Linked DNA regions of Hordeum vulgare: region 2 is linked to region 1. The links are chromatin contacts, called in public Hi-C maps. All regions are on one chromosome and are shown on one strand. Each heading gives the region's core, a stretch centred on a gene start, on an enhancer-like site or on the middle of the called end of the contact. The rest is flanking DNA. Distances are from core to core; before and after follow the strand shown.

What was found. Hi-C and Micro-C count contacts between places; a contact is called where the count stands out from the background.
Region 2: a contact with region 1 is called in a Hi-C map of leaf, with 2.4 times the contacts expected there. The contact joins the promoter of LOC123434852 here to the promoter of LOC123434820 in region 1. A contact is called at or near these places in 1 of 6 Hi-C or Micro-C datasets (leaf) and 1 of 1 datasets of contacts at active chromatin or transcription factors (embryo).

The regions. Positions count from the first base shown.
Region 1 is chr1H:338,479,343-338,484,084 of MorexV3_pseudomolecules_assembly, forward strand. It overlaps LOC123434820 (molybdate-anion transporter-like), which reads left to right and starts at 2,187. Exons shown (of 8, transcript XM_045115536.1): 1 at 2,187-2,512; 2 at 2,638-2,782; 3 at 2,878-3,046; 4 at 3,850-4,120; 5 at 4,211-4,473; 6 at 4,569-4,742. The coding sequence starts at 2,362.
Region 2 is chr1H:339,114,965-339,119,706 of MorexV3_pseudomolecules_assembly, forward strand. LOC123434852 (plant UBX domain-containing protein 10) reads right to left here and starts at 2,212. Exons shown (of 4, transcript XM_045115538.1): 1 at 1,246-2,212. The coding sequence starts at 2,031.

The DNA.
Region 1 (4,742 bases), core at 937-3,436:
ACCTTAGGCCTGTGCCAATAAAGGTTTCTTAGCGCGGGTTCATATGCGTTTTGGTGATGTGTCATACTAGTTAATGATGAGAGAGAGTAGGATTGTATCTTAGCTAAGATACAACATTTGCACGTCACCATAGGTAAAAATGGTTAAAAGCCCAATCACATATATGCATGAACACCAAATCATTAAATTTAGAGACAACCTCTAAGGTCGGTGACAATGCTAGTTTCTTAGCGCGACTTCATAGGTATTTTGCCGACGTGGCATACTAGTTAATGAAAAAAGAGGATGAGGTTGTATCTTAGCTAACATACAACCCTTGCACGTGGTCATAGGCAAAAAACGGTTCTATTCCAATCATATGCATCCATTACTCCAAATTATTAAGTGTACATATAACTCATAAGAAACAATGGATTGTCATGATTATATCTTAAATTATTAATGCTTCTATGATAACGTGATAAGAGATGATGCATTGGCACAGACCTAAGGCTGGCCATAGTGGGAGTAACTTAGGTAGTATCATGTACTTGAGACTAGCAAACATTTTGATGTGGCAGACAATTAAAGAAGAGAGAGAGAGTTAGAGTAACATAGGTAGATACCGTAACATGTTAAATGCTATGCTACTATGTGTCATGCATGTCAATAAATGAGGTCATCTATGATACTCCCTCCGTCACGGTTTAGAAGGCATGCATGCAAATTCTCTGGAACCTAGGTGGTTATTGATTGACTGTGAGATGGGCTAAAAAATAGCATTCACACTACACATGCATATAGAAATAGTATAATAGAGTACTAATTAGCTGCTAGGAGTAAATGCAATGTGTCCTAAACCTTGTCTGTTATGGAAAAGCACGTAAATTTAACTATGCCTTCTAAACTGTGACGGAGGTAGTACTAGTTTATGATACTATGCATTATGGAGGTAGTATCATACAATAATATCACATGCATGATACTACTATATGATACTCCCCACTATGACCAGCCTAAGAAACAATGCATTGGACTAGTAGCCTCTTAAATTATTAATGCTTCCATGATAATGTGCTTAAAAACGATGCATTGATAAAGGCCTTAGGCGGGTGCATCCATTGAAATTTAATGTGCATCTTCAAACTTTTCTTCACCAACCAGTTTGTGACTATTCCATCATAAATACCAAGCTGTAATAGCTATCAATTCACATACATTTTAAAATCCCAGTATCGCTACTCCCTCCATCACAGTATATTGAGCGTATCTCTAAAACGATAATTTTTCACAATTAGAAGGAAATAAGGCGCATGACTTAATTAGCCTATTAATTGGGGTGTTTTGAAAACCATCTCCACCAATGCATGCGAGAAAGTTGTTCGTTTAGTGGACGGGGGTACTAATGCGTCAGTTTTGTGATTAATTAGGCGCTTTTACAGTCGTTGGTTCGGTTTTTGCTATCTTTACCTAATAATAAAGAGGCTATCGCTTCCGTCGGAAAACCCACCGAGGTGATTTTACAAAAAAGCCCTTACTGTTTATGACATTAAACTCGTAGTATATATTAAATATTTTTTTAAATACTCATACCTTTTAAACCGTAACTCCAAATTTAACATATTATACATGGAATTTGATTGGAAAAATATGTAGAATTTAAATATGATATTATTTTATCTGTTAAACGTTTAATAAAAATACTATCTAGGGTGCAATCTTAATAAATAAGTAATTATTCGTCTTTCTTTCATACCGGTGCTCATCCGGGTTGGGGATGAACACGTCAACAAAATCAGGATTAGAGATGAAATTGAAGGTCACTTGATTGATTCTTTGTACGTATTAAATCTACATGCAAGCCGTGTTAAAATAGAAGACCTGTGAAGTTTTGAACTGCATTTTTGTAGGATAAGACCATCTTTATTTGTATCGTAACTATAAATTCTCAAATTATAGACATTTTTTATAAATTAAGAGCGTGTGCAGTGTGGTATTTCTTTCTCCCGTTGCAACGCATGGGCCCTTTCAGTTTTTGCTATCAATAAAAAAACATCTAGATCCGAGAGTCCTGTGAGATACGCCCAATATACTGTGACGGTGGGAGTAATTCTTTATCAGACTAATTCTTTAAACATTGTGCTTAATTAACAAACTTGGGCGTGTTTGGACTAATAAAAGAAAGAACCGCCGAGCGAGTGCGACCCAACCAAACGTCGGGCACGCGCAGCCTCAGTGTCCCCTGCCCCGAAATCTAACGCCGACGCAGATGGCACGCCCGCCGCTGCGCGTATAAAATCCATTCCCCTATAACAAACCGACCCCAATCGCACTCGCCACCCCCCGAATCGCGATCCCCTCCGCTCCTCGGCAGGCCCCGCCATGGAGGTGTTCTACTACCTCGTCTTCGGCGGCCTCGCCGCCGTCGTGGCGGCGCTGGAGCTCGGCAAGTCCGGCAAGGACCGCGTCGCCACCCCGACGGCCTTCAACTCCTTCAAGAACAACTACGTCCTCGTCTACTCCCTCATGATGTGTACGCACGCGCCCGACCCCTCACCTCTCCCTCAATTTCGCCCAGATCTGAACTCGGGCGGCGCAATGCTGCGTCTTCTCTCGATTTTCTGACGTCTGAATCATGCGCTGGTGGCGGTGGCGCAGCCGGGGACTGGCTGCAGGGGCCCTACGTGTACTACCTCTACAGCCAGTACGGGTTCGACAAGGGCGACATCGGCCGCCTCTTCATCGCCGGCTTCGGCTCCTCCATGCTCTTCGGCACCATCGTCGGGTCGCTCGCCGACAAGCAGTGCGTGCTCCTCCATCCCTTCCTTGGCGGGGTTGCGTAAAAAATTTCGTCGGTATTCCCCGGTGGCTGACGAGGGTTTGGGTCGTCCTTCGCAGGGGAAGGAAGAGGGCGTGCATCACCTACTGCATTACCTACATCCTCAGCTGCATCACGAAGCACTCCCCGCAGTACAGGATTCTGATGATTGGCCGCGTGCTTGGAGGCATTGCAACATCGCTGCTCTTCTCGGCATTCGAGTCGTGGCTCGTCGCAGAGCACAACAAGGTAGCAGCTCGCCCAGATCTGTGTGCTTATTCAGTCCGTTGTATACTTCTGCTTCAGCTTTATTCTGAAAAATGGTCCTTCCATTCCCCTTAACCGTTGCTTTTGATTATAATGCTTATTTTGGTATTTGTGTCGGTCATATTAATGGACCAGGGAGAGTTGACTGCTGTACACGGCAACTTGTATATAAAATGACTTCAAGGTATATAAAACTGAAAATATATGTGTAAGAACACATTTATAGTGATGCTTGTTTTTGGAAAATGGAAGCTTCATGAACCTGCCCTCTGCATCGAAGATGTATGAGAACGCACTTGTAATGATACACTGAAATACAATGCACAGCTAAACATACTACTAACTGCCCTAGTATCTGAGGTCTGATTGTTGAACTCTTATCAGCGGTTAACTCTCTTGCACACATCCTGTCAGCAGTCCAGGTTTCTTTGTATATGTTTATTTGAGTTTTAGTCCTTGTGTGCGTAGATCTAGTGTTCCACTATTCCCACATGGTCAGGAGTCACCAGGAATGAGAACCATGGCAATGTTAAATAGCAGTTTTTCAGGTTAAACCTTCTGAGAATTTGCCATTCGTTCTAGAAACTAATTGATGTGTACAAGTATCGTGAGTACTCTGTTGTCTCCTCTTTAGTACAATCCGCTGTTGTATTTTTTCTTAAACACTGTACCTTTTGTGATTAACTTACTGCGCAATTTTTTCAATGTGTTTGGGGACTTCCCTCTTGTAAGACACCCTTGATTTTTTGACTGACAGTGTGCAAATCTACCTTGTGATTGTGCAGAGAGGTTTTGATCCTCAGTGGCTGTCGATAACATTCTCCAAGGCTATATTTCTTGGGAATGGCCTAGTTGCCATTGTCGCAGGGCTATTTGCAAATCTACTGGCTGATAACTTGGGTTTTGGCCCTGTTGCTCCATTTGATGCTGCTGCTTGCTTCCTAGCAATAGGCATGGCAATCATCTTATCGTCGTGGGGTGAGAACTATGGAGATGCATCTGAAGGAAAGGACTTGATGGCCCAGTTCAAGGTTGCAGCTAAAGCCATTGCTTCTGGTAAGTTTAGCCTATCGTGGCATAAGAAAGGACATAATAATTGTCTTGGACTTAATGTTGATGATTAATGGAATTCTCATAATATTTCAGATGAAAAGATTGCATTGCTCGGAGCCATACAGTCACTGTTTGAGGGTTCAATGTACACTTTTGTTTTCTTGTGGACTCCTGCTTTGAGCCCAAATGATGAAGACATTCCTCATGGCTTCATATTTGCCACATTCATGCTCTCCTCGATGTTGGGTAGCTCAATTGCATCTCGTCTCTTAGCTCGGAAGATGAAGGTCGAAGGTTATATGCAGATTGTGTTCTTGATATCAGCTTTCACTCTTTTCCTCCCTGTTGTTACCAATGTAAGTCTGCTACACATGACCACTTTGATTGTTTCCTTTGTTTTTGTCTTATACGCACAATCTAAATATTACAATCATCTATTTCTGTTCAACAGTTCATAGTACCTCCCGCGGAGAAAGGTAGCTCCATCTCATTTGGAGGCTGTCTACAGCTTCTTGGTTTCTGCATATTTGAGTCATGTGTTGGCATATTCTGGCCATCAATCATGAAAATGAGATCTCAATATATCCCCGAGGAGGCGAGAAGCACTATCATGAATTTCTTCCGC
Region 2 (4,742 bases), core at 962-3,461, 640 kb after region 1:
GCAAGTGAAATGAGGTGAGATCCTGGACTATGGGATACTAATTAGAACTTTATTCTTTCAAAGAACAATTTAGTTAAGAAAACCTGCAGTAACCTTTTCTTGATTTTTATGGTGAGTCCTGGGATATGGATTGATAAAAATATCTTGGGGAGAAACAAAGCAAAATCCCATATCTTCACAAATAAGTCTCATAACTGCAGCATCTCGTTTGAATCTTGCAAAGAAGCATTACCAAACTAAGTTTCCAATATCATGAGCAGTTTTTGGTCAAGTTCATTAGAGCAGATCGAAATTCAAGTATAAAGGTGTATAGAGGAATCGTGTAAACCGGGTATAAAAAGCAAAAAAGAACTCTTAAAATTCCAGAAAAGGAGGTTAACAGGAATGGGAAATGACAGGTTTAGTTGTTCGGTATAGGACTACAAGATCTGAAGATATTCAGGATCAGGAATGTGTAATCCCAATTCCCAAGGGAGAACATTTCAATTGTTTGGGACTGGAATTGAAAACTGGGTATAAAAAACAAAAAAGAACTCCTAAAATTCCAATTGATGTATTGCAGTAAAACAAGTGAATGGTAATAATTACTAAAACTGCACTATTCAATCTTACCACTCAACTCAACTTCAAACTCCAATGCCGATAACAAATACAGACAATTAAACAATAGAGGAGGGTTGATAAAAATAATTTGTGAAAGATATCATGCACTTTTGTTTTTGATTACTTTATAGTGTTCACACATACATCACAAACAGTGTAGGATAAAAGATTTTCTATATGACAGCACATATACATGTCCAAGACAACTAATAAACTCAATAAGTAATGCAGTTATATTCTGAAGGCAGGGCAATCTTACTATAACCAGCTATTAGTCTATCGGCACAAGGGCATAGCAATAGGCTTAACTAACTCACATGGCACAGGTCTGTAACTATTGTTCTAAGCTACTGCATGAACACATCATAATGAATCAAACATCGTAATTAAAGAAGCGCAAACTCATTTTACATAGCCCCAGCAAGTAACCCACATACTCAGCTAAGCTTATCTAATTGCAAGTAACCCACATACTCAGCTAAGCTTATCTATAATGCGAAGTTATATCGATCTCCACACAAACACCTGCACTATAATCGATGTGCTAATTATAACATAACAAACCCTGAAACCCAGAATCCAAGCAGCACAGGAACTGGATCTTAGAAGGAAAAAATAATGATGAGCACACCAACACCATACCTGCTGCAACAGCACGATTCTCTGGTTCGTAGATGCCATGACTAGCGCACAAAAGGGGAAGCGTGATGCATTCAGACTGTTGCTCATCTTGAACCCTTCAGTCCTCCTGATGCTACCACCCCATGCAACGAAGTTCTCATCTATGAAGGCGGCCACCGGCTCGGAGCAGAGGCAGCCACCGCAGAATGCCGGGGTGGCCGGGTGGTCAGGGGAGTGGAGGTACACGAAGAGAAGCTTGTACTCACGCTGCGCACGCTGCAGCGCGTCAGAAAATCCCTCAGCGACGAAGCGCGGGCCACGGCCAGCCCCAAACTCGTGCTCGAACTCGGCCAGGAAGCCAACCGCCTCCGCGGCGGACGGGGGCAGCTCAAGCAAGCGGTCAGCGCCGCCCTGCGCGAGGCCGAGGAGGGAGAGGGATCGGGACAGCACGCCGCTCGCGACCCAGACACCGAGGCGGATGGAACCGGTGACGAGGCCGACCCCACCGGAGACCACGTAGAAAGGGAGGGTCACTAGCCTCCACGCGATCCCCGGCTGCTGCCGCTGCTGCTGCTGCTGAGGGGCCGGCGCAGGGGGCTGATAGGCGATAGAATCGGACTCCAGCGGAGGCGGGGGCGGCGGGGCGTAAGTGGACGGCTCGGGCGAGGAGGGGTCGCCGGTCATGGAGGAGACGGCGAGCTGGAGGTCCCAGTTGTTGGCGGCGAGAATCTGGGAGCAGAGGTCAGGGTCGGGGATGCCTGTGACGGCCTGGAAGTATGCAACCTTGTCGTCGACGGTCTCGGCCATGGCGGCCGGCTGCGTGGTGGGGGTGGGGTAGAGCTAGGGTTTGGAGATTTGGGGGCGGTTAGGTGGTTGGGACTAGAGAGGAAGAGGAGATGCGAAGAGTAGTCTCAACTCTCGAGTTGGATTGGTCGCGAGAGCGAGCAAAGAGACGACTCGGTGGTGACGTGACGTCTCCTCTTCCTTCACGGAACGGAACGGAATGCTGCGCTCATCGCTTCTCTAGTAAGCATACGGCGTAACGTATTGTGATTTATGAAATTTTCTGTTGAATTTGCTGAGTTTTTTTTAAATATATTAATATCAGGAATATCTATACCTCTATATATACCTATACCTACCTAATAATAATGCGGCTATTGCTTCCGTCGGAAAACCCATCACGGCATTTTATAAAAAAAAAATGTAATTTTTGTTATTCAACCCGCGCTCCATCATTTATCTGCAACGCAAAAGGAAAAAACGATTCGCTGCAAAAAATTATACCCGTACGCATCGCCTTCTCCCGTCGACCCTGGGCCACCCTGGCCTATGCCCAGGTCGCCGCCACACCACTCGCCGCCACGGCCGACCTCAACCGCCACCGCTGTCGATCTCAACCCACCCGCCTCCACGGCTGGACCTCTCCCCGCTCACTGCCTCCGTTGCGGCGCTCGAGCGCATCGCGTTGACCCTGGTCCACCCTGGTCTGTGCCCATGTCGCTGCCACATCACTCGTCGTCGCGGCTGTTAGAGCATATATCTCCATATGTGGTTTTGGTAATTGATGACAATTCATATGGGCTAATGGTTGCCTTAAGTTATATTTATAGGATTTGTTCATAGGCACTTCTTGAAGTCCATATGTTGGGTTTAAGGAGTTTATATGATGACCAAGATGGTATTTAAGGTATTATCCAAAGAATGGTCATAGAGACACTAGGTTGATCAAGATCTCAGACAAAGAGTAAATCAAGATGATCAACACACAAAGCGTATAAGATGTACCGAGAGGGATCAAGTGATCCCATGGTATGGTAAGCATTGTCCATTACGTGTTTGTGTACTAACCCATGGTCTTTGTGAGAGTCCTATGTGGGGGTTAGGTGTGCTTCCATGGGCCTGCGTCAAAAGGAAGATCCCATACAACTCATGAAGGATGACGTCAAGTGGTGATCGTCATCAAGATTGTGGTGTGCAAGTTCAAGTGGATCAGCACGAATATATCATTGAAACTATTGTTAATGATCATGTGTTGATAAGGACAAGCTCATGTGCTAACAAGGACAAGATCAAGATAAGCATTCCTCAGCACTACATGTTTGATTCTTGTGGATGTTCACATGGTGGACAAATGAAGATGAATACATAAGCTAGGCTTTCCACATTGTGTATGGAAGAGCTGCTTGAAGACTTCATCATGTCTTGCTTTCAACTTGAGCCAAGAAGGAACAACAACATCAAGCTCAAGTGAAAGGGCTAACTCAAAGGTATCAGTTCCTTTGACGTTAGTGGTGCGGAGTGATGATCAACGAATAAAAGTATACACTCAAGTATGGAACATCGGTACCCCTTTTATAATTCTCGAGTCTTTAGGGATCCCGCACTATTAAGAGGGGATCTCGGGTTTTGTGATGAACTTGCTCAAACTAGATATCCATTGTTCTGCTCTTACCACATCTCCACTGCTCTGCCGTTATCAGAAAACAGGACCAGTGCCTCGGACATCCGGCCTCCTCCGGACGTCTGAGGCCCGAACGTCCGACCAGCTTCGGAAATCTGGAACTATGCACCAGAGAAACTTGAGCCATATAACTCGGACTTCCGGCTCCCTCCGGACGTCCGAGGGCCGGACGTCCGACCAGCTTCGGAAATCCGAAGCTTTGCACGAGAGAAACTTGAGCCATATAACTTGGACTTCCGGCTCCCTCCGGGGGCCGGACGTCTGTCCCCTTTTGAAAATCCAGAATCTTGCACCAGAGAAGTTTGAGTCGAATAACTCGGACTTCCGGCCTTCTCCGGACGTCCGGTCCCTGTTCAACTCCACAGTGGTTCCAGATATATTTACAGCCCTCGGACGTCCGACCCCTATCGGACGTCCGACCCCTTGTGGACGCCCGGACATCCGTGAACTGCCGGATGTCCGACCCCTGTGTGACTTAAAGTGTCCCCAACGGCTGTTTTTCTCTCCCCACTATAAATACCCCCCTCCCACTTCGTGAGAGCGTGCCCAACACAACCTTATCCTCATAAGAACACATTTCTACCTCACACACACTTGCTCACACGAAATCTTAGATCCCAAGAGCATTTGTGAGCCCCTTTGAGAGTTGTTCCAATCAAAAGATAGATCGTCTCCCTCTCCTCCTCTCAACCCAAGCTATTTTGAGATTTGAGCAAGTTTTGAGCATTCCCCGTGATCTTGTTACTCTTGTAGGTTGGAGACTCCTAGGCGGTAGGAGTTCTTCGGAGAGGAATCAATCTGTGTGATTTCCCCCGGAAAAGTTTGTGAGGGTTTGGAAGCCACCTCAAAGGCTTACCACTAGTGGTTGAGAAACGCCTTCGTGGTGTTATCTCAAAGGGAGAATAGGGTGAGCCTTCGTGGCGTTGGTGTGCCTTCGTGGTAACATCCACCTCTCTAACGGTGACTAGCTTCCCTCCAAGGAAGTGAACATCGGGATACATCTTCGTCTCAGTGACCTTGGTTATCCTTAACCCTAACTCCTTACTTGTGGTTT